Linked DNA regions of Oryctolagus cuniculus: region 1 is linked to region 2. The links are chromatin contacts, called in public Hi-C maps. All regions are on one chromosome and are shown on one strand. Each heading gives the region's core, a stretch centred on a gene start, on an enhancer-like site or on the middle of the called end of the contact. The rest is flanking DNA. Distances are from core to core; before and after follow the strand shown.

What was found. Hi-C and Micro-C count contacts between places; a contact is called where the count stands out from the background.
Region 1: a Hi-C map of an unstated tissue shows a contact between it and region 2, with 5 times the contacts expected there. The contact joins two enhancer-like sites. A contact is called at or near these places in 3 of 6 Hi-C or Micro-C datasets (ear pinna, psoas muscle and an unstated tissue).

The regions. Positions count from the first base shown.
Region 1 is chr19:40,211,336-40,215,880 of mOryCun1.1, reverse strand. The region is part of intron 1 of CYTH3 (cytohesin 3); the gene reads right to left. Among named protein-coding and RNA genes, the nearest start is that of CYTH3, 32 kb to the right of the region's middle. Within about 2 kb of position 1,765, at least 1 of the 8 cell types and tissues checked has an H3K27ac peak or open chromatin away from gene starts, as enhancers often do. A contact at or near this core is called in ear pinna, where this site is marked.
Region 2 is chr19:40,136,561-40,140,772 of mOryCun1.1, reverse strand. No RefSeq gene overlaps it. Among named protein-coding and RNA genes, the nearest start is that of SMIM10L3, 32 kb to the right of the region's middle. Within about 2 kb of position 2,287, at least 4 of the 8 cell types and tissues checked have an H3K27ac peak or open chromatin away from gene starts, as enhancers often do. A contact at or near this core is called in ear pinna, where this site is marked.

The DNA.
Region 1 (4,545 bases), core at 516-3,015, 76 kb before region 2:
TGGCCATTTTGGAGGTAAACCAGCAGATGGAAGATCTGTCTCTCCCTCACTTTGCCTTTCAAATAAAAATAGATAAATCTTTTTTTACACATCAGCATTTCAAACAGAACTTATGGGGCCAGCACCATGGCATAGCAGGTAAAGCTGCTGCCTGCAATGCCAGTATCCCATATGGACACTGGTTCAAGTCCAGATTGCTCCACTTCCAATCCGACTCCTTGCTTATGGCCTGGGAAAAGCAGCTGAAGATGGTCCAACTGCGTGGATCCCTGTCACTCATATTCAAGACCCGGATGAAGCTCCTGCCTCTTGGCTTGGGCCTGGCCCTGCCAGGTGTTGCTGCCATTGGGAAGTGAACCAGCAGACGGAAGATGAATTTTTCTTTAAATCTTTCAAATAAATAAATAAATCTTTTGAAAACAAAGAAACAGAACTCATGAGCAATTCAACTGGACAAGAGACTAAAACAAGGAGAAAAATCAGAAAGAAGGAGACAAAATTACCACTTGCCAAACAAATAACTGCATAAGTGGAAAACCCAAGAAATCCAAATGAAAAGCCATGTTTCTAAAAACAATCATTTGCTAAGCTAATGAAACATAATAAAATTAACACACAGAAGTCAAAAGCTTTTGGGGATGGAGCTATGCATAGCAGGCTAAGCATCTGCCTGCGGTGCCATATTATGTCCTGGCTGCTCCACTTCTGATCCAGCTCCCTGCTAATGGCCTGGGAAAGCAGCAGAAGGTGGCCCAAGTGCTTGGGCCCCTGCACTACATGGGAGACCCAGAAGAAGCTCCTGGCTCCTGGCTCTGGCCTGGCCCATCCCCGGCCGTTGTGACCATCTGGGGAGTGAACAAGAAGATGGAAGATCTCTGTCTCTCGTTCTCTCTAGTTCTGCCTTTCAAATAAGTAAAAATCTAAAAAACAAAAAAATCAAAAGCTTTCATAATCCCAAACCATAACTAGTTAGATGAAAAAATGGAAAAGAATACTTCATTCACATTAGCGGTGACACATCAAATACCCAGAAATAAATTTCATAGTAACTGTCTAAAACTCCTGGAAAGGAAGGAAAACTTTAACACACCTGAACAGACGAAAAGGCACATCATCAAGATGTCACGCTCTCCAAGTTAATTTGTAAGTGTAACGCAATCTGAACTAAAGCAGGCGCTATCCATTTTCTGTTGGTGGATGAGCAGATTCTACGGTGAGAAGGGAAAGCAAGAAAGAAAAGCCAGGAAAACTCTGCTGAGGAGTAACACTGAGGTGGGCAAAGGCTAATCTGATATGAGATTACCACAGCCTCAGGAGGACAGACCAACACAACAGAAGTCCACAAAGACCCACATAAGACAAAAGCTTCGGGGTAAAGATGACCTTTTTAATAAACGGTGTCAGGGGAAATGTAACCATCTGGGGAAGAAAAGATAAAGCAGTATCTACACCTCACACCACACACCAGGCCAAACTCCAGACAGTAGGAAAATCTAAATGTAGAAAATGAAACCACAAAAGTACAAGAAGGAAATAGCACAGATGAATCCCTTTATAATCCTGGAACGAGAGACCTCTTTTAAGTATGACTCAAAATTGAGATCCAGAAAACAAATAAAAAGGATCTTCTGCTATTCAAAAACAAAAACAGAGCCTAGTGCTGTGGCGTAGTGGGTAAAGCTGCCATCTTCGGCGCTGGAATCCCATATGGGCTCCAGTTAGAGTCCCGGTTGCTCCACTTCCAATTCATCTCCCTACTAGTGTGCCTGGAAAAGCAGCCGAAGACGCACCAAGAGCTTGGGACCCTGTACCCATGTGGGGGACCCAGAAGAAGCTCCTGGCTTCTGGCTTTGGACTGGTCCAGTCCTGGCTGTTACAGCCATGTGGGGAGTTTAACAGTGGATGGAAGATCCCTTTGTTTCCTTCTCTCTAACTCTGCCTTTCAAATAAATAAATGAACCAAAAACAAACAAACAAACAAACAAACAAACAAAAAAACCACACAGCCAGGGGCCGGCACTATGGCACAAGGGGTTAAGCCACCACTATGACAGCAGCAAACCATAGAGGAGCAGGTTCAAGTCCCAGCTGCTCTGCTTCCAATCCAGCTCCCTGACAGTGATCATCTGAAACCAGCGGATGATGGCCCAAGTGCTTGGGTCCCTGTCACCAATGTAGGAGACCCAGATGGAGTTCTAGACTCCTGGCTGGCCTGGCAGGCTTTCGGGGAGTGATCGATCTCTGTTTCTGTCAGTCTGTCTCCTCCTCTCTTAACTCTGCCTTTCAAAAAAATAAATCTTAAAAATAAACAAAAAGTCAAAGTCAAAACAGAAAGAGCAAATTGGGAGGTTAACATCTGCAGTCCATGGGAACTAATCCCCTGAATACACAAAGATCCAGAAATTGAAGAGGAAAGGACTAATAACCCAGTATCTCAAGACAGACAAGCAGATACCAGGACATGTCCTCTGACCCACCAGACACACAAAGCCACACCGAACGCTCTGTGGATCCAACTCGGGAACTGGGCTTTCTCCCACATGGCTGGGTCGTGGGTGGGGAGGGAAGTGTGATACCATCTACACTTCAAATGCAGTTTCCCTTTTGGCTCAAGAATCCCACTTCTGAAAATTTATCTCGCAGATAAATCTGCAAAAAAAAATGGCATATTCACAAGACCATTCTCTGCAAAATATTATCAAAAGATTAGAAAACGACCAGCATTGTTCAGCGGTCATGCTGCTGTTTGGGATGCCTGCATCCCATATCAGAGGGTGGCAGGACTGAGTCCCCGCTGCTCTGCTTCCGATCCAGCTTCCTGCTAATGCACCTGGGAAGGCAGTGGGTGATGGCCTAGGTACTTGGGCCCCTGCCAGCCACGTGGGAGACTTGGATGGAGTTCCTGACTCCTGGGCTCTGCCTGATCCAGACCTGGCTGTTGCAGCCATTTGAGGAGTCAATCAGTTGGTCTCTCCCTCTGTCACTCTGCCTTTCAGATAAATAAAACCTTTAAGAAAAATAGTAAATCAGCAAGATGACTGCATGAACAGAAATTCTCTCAGTCATGCTACAAATCAACACCATTCTGCTCCTCACACAGCCTATGTGCTATGACCCCAGGGTATACCAATCCTCAGGCTGCATGAGAGGTCTGAAAACAAAAAGGACTCAGGCAAGAGGGCCCTGAGTCCCACTACTGGAAGCACTACTTTCCAAGGGTGCCTGGGGGGGCATGTCCCCCACCAATCATTGCCCCCGACACACCTCGGGAGGGAAAGGCTGTGCCTCCCAAGGTGGCTGCAAATACATCAAGCCTCGTCTCCCAATTCCAGGTGCCCAAAAAGTGCCGCTCCACTCCCACCCCAAAATCACCAGACCACAATCTGTCTGCCATTATCTGGACAGAGATGGAGAGCATGGACAAACGCTTCCCAGCTCCAGGCAGCGGCCCTGGGTGAGAGGAGCAGGCACCTGTGACCAGCTGCGCCAGCCTCGAGGAGGTGGTCCCCAGCAGCCTCGGTAGCCATGGCGCTAGGCACACACTTCAGGAGTCTTCCACAGAGCCCTGGCAGAACCCAGCAACATACTCACAAGGTCAAGGTCTGCACGCTGAGCCCTCCACCACACTCTACCTTTCCTTCCACCACACTTCCAGCAGGGGGCGCCAAGAGGTCTGAGAGGAGGGCGAGGTGGGGAAGCATCAGACCTGGTTTAGCAGGACGTATTTGGGGGCTTTCAGTCACCTCTGTGCATAATTAAACAGCAGCCATCCCAGTAAGACAGATGACTTCCAAGAATATTCCCTCTGCCCGCTGTTCCTACTCATCTGATGAAAACACGCCAAAGAGTAGGGTCAGAGGTGGGGAGCTGTGTAACTACCTAAGAGGCAGACGGGGGGCTGGTGCTGTGCCATGGCGGGCTAAGCGTCTGCCTGTGGTGCTGGCATCCCATATGGGCACCAGTCTGTGTCCTAGCTGCTCCTCTTCCAATCCAGCTCGCTCCTGGCTCCTGGCTTCGGATCAGCTCAGCTCTAGCCATTGCAGGCCTTTTGGGAAGTGAACCAGCAGATGGAAGAAATTCTATCTCTCCCTCTGTCTATAGCTCGCTCTCTTAAAAAACAAAACAAAACAAAACAAACAAACAAAAAAAAACCCCACAAGACAGAGGCAGAGATGGACAGAGCTCCCATCTGCTGCTCTACACCTCCAATGCCACCAACAGCCTAGACTGCAGTGGCTGGGCCAAAGCCAGGGGACACGAACTCAGCCCAGGTCTGCCATGGTGGCAGGAACTCAGTCACTTGAGCCATCACCATTGCTCCCAGTGCAGGAAGCTGGAGCTGCCAGATACTCGGCTGTGGGACATGAGCATCTTTTTTTTTTTTTTTTTTTTTTTTTTTTTGACAGGCAGAGTGGACAGTGAGAGAGAGAGAGACAGAGAGAAAGGTCTTCCTTTTGCCGTTGGTTCACCCTCCAATGGCCGCCACGGCCAGCGCGCTGCGGCCGGCGCACTGCACTGATCCAATGGCAGGAGCCAGGTGCTTCT
Region 2 (4,212 bases), core at 1,038-3,537:
GTTCCACTTCCAACCCAGCTCTCTGCTGATGGCCTGGGAAAGCAGCAGCAGATGGCCCAAGTGCTTGGGCCCCTGCGCCCACATCGGAGACCCGGATGAAGCTCCTGGCTTCCATCTGACCCAGCCCCGGCTGTTGTGGCCATTTGGGGAGTGAACCAGCAGATGGAAGACATCTCCTTCCCCCTTCCTTCTCTCTCTCTCTCTCTCTCTCTGTGTGGCTCTTTCAAATGAATAAATCTGTAAAAAAATAATAATAATAAAGAAAGAAAGAAATCTGACTTGAACTTCTTAGGTCATTGCCATATTTCATGTTTCCAACAACTAGGTGATGATCGGGGCCGGCGCTGCGGCGCAGTGGTTAAGTCCTGGCCTGAAGCGCTGGCATCCCATATGGACACCGGTTCGAGACCCAGCTGTCCCACTTCTGATCCAGCTCTCTGCCTGGGATAGCAGTAGAAGATGGCCCAAGTTCTTGGGCCCCTGTACCCACGTGGGAGACCTGGAAGAAACTCCTGGCTCTTGGCTTCGGATCAGCACAGCTCCGGCCGTTGCGGCCAATTGGGAAGTGAACCAGCGGATGGAAGACCTCTCTCTAACTCTGACCTTCAAATAAAAATAAATAAATCAAAAAAAAAAAAAAAAAAAACTAGGTGGTGATTATGAGGTTGTTTCTTGGGGAAAGAACCAAAGTGGGGAGAAGCCGGCGGTTGGTCCAAGCGCTGGAAAGGGGAGTGGGAGAGGGTTCTAGTCCTCTGTGACCTGCAGAGCAGAGACGGAGAACAGCTGGATGCGTTTCAGACTGCGGCAATCCTGACAGGAAGGGGGAGAAGGGGTTCAGGAGGCCGGAGGTCTGTGCCGGGGGTGGGCAGGCGATATCGCCCTTGGCAGCCTGGATCTGGAACACTTACCTCGCAAGCCGCAGCTCCTGGCGCAGGCCAGGCCAGCACACTACAGCTCCTGCCTAACCTCTGGGACCCCAAGTCAGCTGGGACTGATGGGTGGGGGGCCCTGGCAGAAGCCTCTGCCCAAGCCGCTGGGGTGCAGTCGGCAAGTGCTTGAGAGCTTCAACCTCTTTTTTTTTTTTTAATTTATTTGACAGAGTTAGCGAGACAGGGAGACAGTGAGAGAGAGAGAGAGAAAGGTCTTCCTTCCCTTGGTTCACCCCCCCCCCCAAATGGCCACTACGGCCGGAGCTATGCCAAGCCGAAGCCAGGAGCCAGGTGCTTCCTCCTGGTCTCCCATGTGGGTGCAGGGTCATCCTCCACTGCCCTCCTGGGCCACAGCAGAGAGCTGGACTGGAAGAGGAGCAGCCAGGACTAGAACCCGGCGCCCATATGGGATGTGAGTGCCGCAGGCGGAGGATTAAACAAGTGAGCCACAGGGCCGGCCCCGAGAGCTCCAACCTCTTGCGGCAGTCCCATGCTAATGACCTGGGGTCACCCACTAACCGGTGGATACTTGAGATCAACTTCTGTTTTGCTCACCTATTTTTTAAGATTTATTTATTTATTTGAAAGGCAGAGTTACGGAGCAAGGGAGAGACATAGAGAAAGATCTTCCTTCTGTTGGTTTATTCCCCAGATGGCTTAGGCTGGTCAGGAGCCTGGAACTCCATCCAGGTCTTCCACGTGGGTGGCAAGGGTCCAAGTACTTGGGCCACATTCCACGGCTTTCTCAGATGCATCAGCAGAGAGCTGATCAGACTTGGAGCAGCCGGGACTCAAACCGGAGCTCCTACGGCATGTGGGCACTGCAGGTGGCGGCTTAACCCACTGCGCCTCAACGCCAGCCCCAATTCACCTGTTTCAGAGCCCAGCATGCCGTCAAACACAAAAGAGAGACATGCCCTGGAAAACTAGAAGTGAGACTGCCGCGGGTTTGGAGCCCTGGCCTGTCCATTTCCTGTCTGTGTCTGGAAGACTCCTTATGTCACAGGAGGAGCTGGCTCCAAGTCCTATTTTTGGCATGAGAGGTGAGGCTGGTGGCCAGGAGGGGAGGCCCCCAGTGGCTCCAGAGGGCGGGGTGGGAGTGGGGGAGGGACGGCACAGGATGTTCTCATGAATCATCCTAGGCTCGGGGAACTGTCCTGTGTGCAGTGCCAAGGTCAAGTTCGAAAGCTAAGACTGTATTTAAAATTGCACACCCCAGGGAGAGGGTGAAGACTACTGCACACAGCAGGGCTGGGACCCCTAAGGCTGGGCATCTTCAGACATGCAAAGTGGAATGGAGGCGAGGCAGAGAGAGGCTGCCCGCAGCCTGAGCTGCCAGGGAAGCGAGACAGAGCTCCCAGCTCCTACAGGGAATGAGGAGCGAGAGGGAAGAGGGGTTCAGAGGAAGCCACGCACAGGGGCAGGCGTCTGGCCGAGCAGCGGAGACACCCAAGCGTCCTGTCAGACGTCAGACAGCCTGTGTTCCACTTCCACCTCCAGCTCCTGACTCCAGCTTCCTGCCAGGGCAGGAGCCCACGGGTGTCGGCAGCGATGGCTCAAGCTCAAGGGACTGGATCCCCAACACCCACGGAAAGACTTGGATCGTGTTCCCCTGTGGGGAGCAATCCGGACTGGACTGAGTTACTGGAATTAAGACTTATTCTATGCATCTGCTCTCCCACAATATGGCGCTGGGAGAGAAGTAAACAGCTTCCGCACAGCTGCCTCCAGTTCAACCAATAAACTGTAGGACTTGCTCCTGATTGGAGAGCAGCGTACTCGGCGTGTGGGCAGCCGAGTTGGGATTGGCGGAGGAGGACTATAAAGGAGGAGAGAGACGGCATGCACCAGGAACATCTAAGAAGGAACATCTAAGGGGAACACCTGTGCAGCCCCCGAGAGAGCCGGCCGGCGGTGTGCCGCTCCCCTGCGGAAGTGGGGAATGTGGCCAGGGGGAACTGCCCTTCCACGGAGGTGGAAGGGACAGTAGCCAACCCGGGAAGAACCAGCAGCAAACCCGGGGAGGGCCGAGCAGACGAAAGAACAGCGCAGGGTCCTGTGTCGTTCCTCCACGAAGAGGGGGAGCGACATAATGGTGCCGTGACTCGGATATGGAGCCTAGGCAGGGCTTGGTGTCGTTCCTCCACGAAGAGGGGGAGCGACATAATGGTGCCGTGACTCGGATAGGAAACCTAGGGCGGATAGGAAACTTAGGAGGGAAGAAGTGACTCGGATAGGAAACCTGACTCGGATAGGAAACTTAGGAGGGAAGAAACGGGAAGAACTGGGAAATTACCGGAGAGAGAGACTAGCAAACAGCCTAGGGAAAAGCCGGACGAAAAGGGTGCCGGAAGAAACTATTGAAAGCCTAGGCATAGATTCGGATACGGACTACGGGGGGAAGCTGGGAGAAATCTCTAAGGTCGAAGGCGAAAGTGAAAGCTAGAACAAACAGACTCGGATGCGGACTGTGGGGAGAGGCCAGGAGAAATGAGGGAGGAGTATTGTTGGAGGAAAGCTTGGGGAAACATACCGGGTAGAGAAAAATGTTAGGGAAATTGAAGCCGCGGGGGGCAGGCCAAGGCGGAAACGAAAGCCACTTTGGGGTTCTCAAGTTAGCCCGGGAATGGGGGGCGAAAAGTTGAAACCAGAAGCTGAAACGTAAGCCAGATTGGGATCCGTCTGATTAGCCCGGGGAGCAAAGGACGGGAAGCCAAACCGTGGGGCGGAGACGTATGCTGGGTTGAATTCGCCAGGCTAGCCCGGGGAACTTAGATTGAATGCTAGTGGCGGACACGTAAGCTACGCTGTGTTACTCGCGGAAGCCACCGCGTGCAGAGAGAGCACGGGGCGTGAATAGATAGGGAACGGGGCTGGCACGAGGCCGTGGTGCAGACGCGAAGGGCGTGGAGACCGCGGAGTGTGTGCGCGCAAAGCCGAGCTGCGCAGATGAGAGAGGCGCGGGCTGAAGCGGCTCAGCCGGGAAGCCGCCGAGAAGTAGCCTCGGGGCGGGCAGCAGGAAGCTGCGGGGATAAGAGAAACAGAAGTTTAGAAGTAGAAGAGAAATAGGAATGCTGGAAGATAGAAGTAAAATGGGAGAAATAGGAATGCCCGGAGATAGAGAAATAGAGAAATAGAAAGGCCTCCCTACAACACTGCAATGTGAGAGCTTGGATTCGGTCTGCCTGATTAAGTGAGGCGATGAGCACGATGAGCACCTGCGGCGGCTAGCAGCTTATGCGCCGCAGGTCACCGAAGACAGGCACGAATTAACATCAGTAAG